Linked DNA regions of Mus musculus: region 2 is linked to region 1. Evidence: chromatin contacts called from public promoter capture Hi-C data. All regions are on one chromosome and are shown on one strand. The core of a region is the stretch at or near the end of the contact, and the rest is flanking DNA. Distances in the headings are between cores, read along the strand shown. Region 1 overlaps Usp10 (ubiquitin specific peptidase 10). Region 2 overlaps Crispld2 (cysteine-rich secretory protein LCCL domain containing 2).

What was found. Promoter capture Hi-C pulls out the DNA fragments that hold promoters and counts their contacts.
Region 2: a contact with region 1 is called in a promoter capture Hi-C map of liver, with 1.7 times the contacts expected there. The contact joins two enhancer-like sites. A contact is called at or near these places in 5 of 39 promoter capture datasets (the HPC-7 cell line, cranial neural crest, frontonasal cranial neural crest and 2 more), 3 of 484 Hi-C or Micro-C datasets (the HL-1 cell line, cerebral cortex and nephron progenitors), 5 of 115 datasets of contacts at active chromatin or transcription factors (the HPC-7 cell line, VIP interneurons, effector CD8 T cells and 2 more) and 3 of 9 other capture datasets (adipose tissue, liver and pancreatic islet).

The regions. Positions count from the first base shown.
Region 1 is chr8:119,932,527-119,935,226 of GRCm38.p6, forward strand. The region is part of intron 2 of Usp10 (ubiquitin specific peptidase 10); the gene reads left to right. Among named protein-coding and RNA genes, the nearest start is that of Usp10, 24 kb to the left of the region's middle. Within about 2 kb of position 1,280, at least 6 of the 459 cell types and tissues checked have an H3K27ac peak or open chromatin away from gene starts, as enhancers often do. A contact at or near this core is called in liver, where this site is marked.
Region 2 is chr8:120,041,843-120,044,542 of GRCm38.p6, forward strand. The region is part of intron 14 of Crispld2 (cysteine-rich secretory protein LCCL domain containing 2); the gene reads left to right. Among named protein-coding and RNA genes, the nearest start is that of Crispld2, 51 kb to the left of the region's middle. Within about 2 kb of position 1,284, at least 24 of the 459 cell types and tissues checked have an H3K27ac peak or open chromatin away from gene starts, as enhancers often do. A contact at or near this core is called in liver, where this site is marked.

The DNA.
Region 1 (2,700 bases), core at 30-2,529:
TATTTGTGTGCTTATTTCTAGGGGCTTCCTGGTTGGCGAAGTGGGTTCCTGAGGGAGTCCCTGGTGGTGTTTCACATTCCCATAGATCCCTTTCCCACCATTTATCCATCCATTCATTCATTCATTCATTTATGGCAAGGACTCAGGGCTGTGACTCAGAACTTAAGTAGATCAGGTTGGCCTTGAACTCATAGAGACTCACCGTCTCTGCCTCCCAAGTAGTGGGATTAAAGTGCACCACTACAACCAGCTTTACCCTGGAATTTAATTGTGTGTGTGTGTGTGCAGTGTCCCCAGAAGCCATAGCTGTCAGATCCCCTGGAGCTAGAGTTAGAGGAGTTACAGGCTGAGGTGAACTGACCATGGTACCCCTGTAAGATGAGGCCTTCTGACTGAGTAGAGGAGGCAGCTGGAAACATTACCCGGTGCAGGCTGCCCCTGAAACCTAACTATGTATCTCAAACTGAATTCATAGTGAATTCCTGCCTCTGCCTCTTGACTGCTGGGGTTCCAGGTAGAGACGCTGGGTCGGTCCAGTCCTTTTGTATTCTGAGCAGCTGTATAACTAACTGGAGAAAGTGATCCACTTGGATAGTTCTGCTCATGGTGCTTGCTGTATCTGTTGGCACAAGGGAAATTCTCAGTGAAGCTGTAGTTTATTGGGTGAAGGATGCTACACACCAGAGAGCAAAAGTAATCATGTTTTTGCCAAGGCAGCCATTCCACAGTTGTACTCTACGGTGCAAGCTGGCCTCACACTCAACAATCCTCCTGACTCCACTTCCCGAGTACTGAGGCTGCAGGCGTGCATCACATACCTGTCACAGTTTCACATTCTTCTCTCTTATCCACATCCCAATTGCAGTGTCCGCCTTGACCTATCTCCTGCCCCCCCTGCCTACCCTCCAAAAGAACAGGCCTAGGAACATCAGGCTTACGCGGCATAACAAAGCTACATTAAGATCAGACACATAGCATCACATCAAGGCAACCCAGGAAGAAGAGAAGGCAAGAGTCAGGGTCAGCCCCTCATTCCCCATTGTCAGGATTCCTACAAGAAGACCAAGCTACTCTCCATAGCATATATACAGAGTCAGACCCTGAGAGACTCGTGACCTCTGTGAGGCCCCGTGAGGCCCAGTCAGTTGATTCTGTGGGCCTTGTTCTCCTAGTGTATCCCCAGCCCCTTTGGCTCCTCCAGGCTTTCCTCCTGCCCCTGAAGGACTCCCAAGCTCTGCTCAGTGTTTGGCTGTGGGGCTCTGCATCTGCTCCCATCAGTTGTGGGGCAAAGTCTCTTGGTCTTTTTAATGACAATTCTGTTAAGCACTGGCCCCAGAGTCTGCAGGCAGGACAAACTGTAGGTCAAAGGTTTTATGGCTGGGTTGGTGTCCCGATCACTCCACTCCTGGCCTTGTCTGGTTATATAAGATGGCCGGTTCACGATCCATGTTCCCCATCATGGAGTCTTCGCCAGGTTCCATGGGGTTCCCACTGCACTAGATTTCCACCTCAGCCCAATTCCAGTCATTTCTCCCTCCCAACCCCACCTGCCCTGTTAAGCTGGTTTTGGTTTTTTTGTTTTGGTTTTGGTTTTTTGAGACAGGGTTTCTCTGTAGCCCTGGCTGTCCTGGAACTCACTCTGTAGACCAGGCTGGCCTTGAACTCAGAAATCCGCCTGCCTCTGCCTCCCAGGTGCTGGGATTAAAGGCCAGCATTGCCTGGCCCTGTTAAGTATTTTTACATTCATTTGTGTGTGTGTACGTGTCTGAGTATGTGTGGGAATAGAGGACAGCTTGTTGATTTTTCTCCTACTGGGCGGGTCCCTGGGATGGTAGCAATCTGGCAGCCAAAGTAGGTAATAGTGTGTGCTGGAGGTGGTGGTGCAGGCACACACTTATCCCAGCTCTCAGGAAGCAGCTGCAGGTGGGCCTCGTGTGTATGGGGCCTGGTTCGATGGGAGACCAAATAGAACTGCTTTGTGGAGTCACTTGCAGGAATTAAACTCAGGTTGCTGGACTTGTTCAGTAACCTTTTTATCTGCTGAGCCATCTCACCAGACCCTAAAGAAAAATGCCCTAAATAGACTCAATATACAATGATAGTAAGGCTGGAGAGGTGGCCCAGTGGGTAAAGGTCCTTCCTGCCAAGCCTCATGACTTGGCTTCAGTCCCCAGGATCCTTATTTATTTATTTATTTATTTATTTATTTATTTATTTATTTATTTCGAGACAGGGTTTCTCTGTGTAGCCCTGGCTGTCCTGGAACTCACTTTGTAGACCAGGCTGGCCTTGAACTCAGAAATTCGCCTGCCTCTACCTCCCGAGTGCTGGGATTAAAGGCATGTGCCACCACACGTGGCTGATGAATGAAAATTTTAAAGAAGTTTAAATGAAATTGTCATATTGCCCCAGTGATGGAAACCGTTAGCCTGACGTCCTATTCTGCTGTCTCAGAAGCCCCCTCCTGAGGTCCCGGGAGCAGGAGTGTTGGGAGCCCTTGCTCAGCACTGTTCACTGTCTCTGCCCATCACAGCACCTCACTGTGCTCGTTGCTGGTGCCATTAACAAGTCTTGCTGGAGGTCGGCTGATGGTTTTGAGAAGAGCTGCTTAGCTGTCTGCCTTACAAAGTCTGATGGTGGGAATGTTGGTAGCTTGTGTTGATCAGACCTCCGACCGAATAGTCCCAGGGGATTATCCTC
Region 2 (2,700 bases), core at 34-2,533, 110 kb after region 1:
CTGAAAAATGGGTCCTTTTTACAGGAGTAGGTAGCTTCATTTCTAGAGTCACCTGAATTGGCTTTCAAAGGAACATGAAGCCCTCACACATGTTCCCTTCTCCTGACACAGTGGGACTCTTTAGTCCATACCCACTCCTGTGGCCTCCTCCACACGGGAGGCCCTCATGTTCCCAGTCACTGGATCCATCAAGTAGTGCGAAGCTGGACCCCTGTCCTGTGGTGTAGGCCTGGCCACCTGGTAGGACAGACAGAAGCGAGACCCAGGCGAGAGAGCAGGTCACTTTTGTCAAAGTATAAGAAGCTTGGGCCCTTCTTGGCCACAAGGCTCCAGCAGACATATTTGGGCATGGCAGACATGTTTGTCTTCCTCCAGCATCCTTGATGCTTGAAGTGACGTGACTGGGAGGTCTTGGTAGCCTGTCCCAGTGAGTTGCAGGAACTGGTTTCAGATCCAGTAACTGCTGAGACCCTAGAGGGGTTAGAGGTGGTCCCAATGGTCATTAAGTTATAGGACATTCTGTGGCCAGTGTTTTCCAAATAGCACTTTATTTCTAATTAAAATAATTTTTATTTATCTTTACATTGTGTGTGTGTGTGTGTGTGTGTGTGTGTGTGTGTGTGTGTGTGTGTGTACTCATGTTCCACAGCAACATGTAAAGGTCAGAGGGCAACTTGCAGGAGTCGGTTCTCTCCTCCACATGTGGGTCCCGGGGATGGAACTCAGATGGTTAGGCTTGGCAGCAAGCCCCTTTATCTGATGAGCCATCCCACTGGCCCCCGTTATTTTCATTTTGTTCATTTGAGATAAGGTCGCATGTAAACCAAGATGGCCTCTGACTCACTGTGGAGCTGAGGATGTCCTTGAACTTCTAATCTTCCCGCCCCGACTTCCCAAGTTCTAAGGTTATTAGGCCCATGGTACCACTCCTTGCTTGGCAAACAGCATTTTAAGTCCTGAGTGGTAGGGGGTGCTACCCATGCTAGCTGATGTGACAGCTTTGATTTCACAATGGTCTTCTTGGGGAAGGAGGTTTCCTGGAAGTTGTGAAAGGTGGGTGTGGGGCGTGAGTCTCCAGGACAGCCTGTTCTCTCCCAGTCTTGTGGCTTACATGGGCTGGGCAGCATCCTCACAGAGAGCAGGCACCAGCATAGATGTCTGCCAGGCTCAGGCTCTTCCTAAAGCAGGGCAACGGGGCATTCCCAGTCACCTGCCCTGCACAGTAAAGTATCGGCAGGGGGTGTGTTCAGACAGGCTTTTGCCTGGCTGTGGAATTGTTTAGTCAACAGTATGAGCAACTCTGACCTGGGCTGAGGAAGGGCATGGGTAACAGAGATAATCTCTACCCTAAGGGTCAACAGACACACCGGGAGCGCTACAGGCCCCAGCAGCTCCAGTAGCCTCTGTAAAAAGTGTGGAGGTGTTTGCTGCATTTGACTTTAAGCCCAGGGCTTCAGATGTCTCTCAGGAGCGAGTGCTTGGGCAAACCTGGATTATCAAAAGTGCAAAATGAGGCTCAGAGAAAGAAAGGGAGACAAATGGGGTCTGCTTGGGGGTCGTTTTGGTTTGGTTTGGTTTTGGGTTTATTTTCCTTTTCGTTTTCCCTGAGGCAGGAGCTCATTATTGCATCTTAAAAAGCTCAGGCTAGCCCAGAGCTTGTGATCCCCCTGCCTCAGGCTCTCAAGTGCAGACTCTGACAGTCTTTGTCAGTACTGGGGTGAGACTTGGTCCAGCACATACACATCTGTCTAGGGGGAGAGCTGCATGTGTGCATAGGGACAATAACAGCACAATCCCCCATCCTCTCTTCTCCCTCCCTCCCTCCCTCCCTCCCTCCCTCCTTCCCTTCCTCGTTCCCTTCCTACTCTGACTTGAACCCAGGGTCTCACCACTCTAGACCAGCACTCTCATTCCGGATCCACATCTCCAACCCCTCTTTTTTACATTGTAATTTTGGGACCATTTCTTCCTTAGTATCACGGGCTGAACCTGAATACACTTTGTAGCCCAGATAGGGCTTGGACCAAGGATCCTCCAACCTCAGCCTCCCGAGTAGCTGGGAAGAGAGGCCTGCACAGCAGACCCAACTTCAGCATCTCTTAGCAATTAGAAGGCAACCCTTTCCTTTCCAAGGCCAGAGTCAGGGACCTCTGTGTCCCAGGACTCCATGACTCCGGCTGCCAACCCATGGAGGCACAGGTTGTGCTGCACCAGAAGTAGCTGTCCTATTGCTCACTCCAGGCAGTGCTAGAAGGTTCCAAATGGCAAGAGCTCTTCCTCCCAGATGCTAGCACTGCTGGGCTGCCCTGCCTGCCCTGTAGAGGTCTGGTTCCAAGGCTCTCTGCAGAGACCCAGGCCAGCTATGCTCTGGCCTTCAAGAAGGCATCCCTGCCTCTCTCCTCTTTTGTCCTTCGTAGGATTCAAGAGGCTTTAAAAAGAGGTAGTAAAAACAATGTGTGTGTGTGTCCTTGGAATATGTGTGTGTTCATGGAGTGTATGTGTATCTATGGAGTGTATGTATGTATGTATGTATGTATGTATGTATATCACAGAATTTGTTTGTCCATGGAACATGTTTGTATGTGTACCATGGAGTGTATGTGTGCCACAGTGTGTGTGTGTGTGTGTGTGTGTGTGTGTGTGTGTGTGTGTGTGTACCACAGTGTGTATGTCCATGCAGTGTGTATACCATAGAGTGTG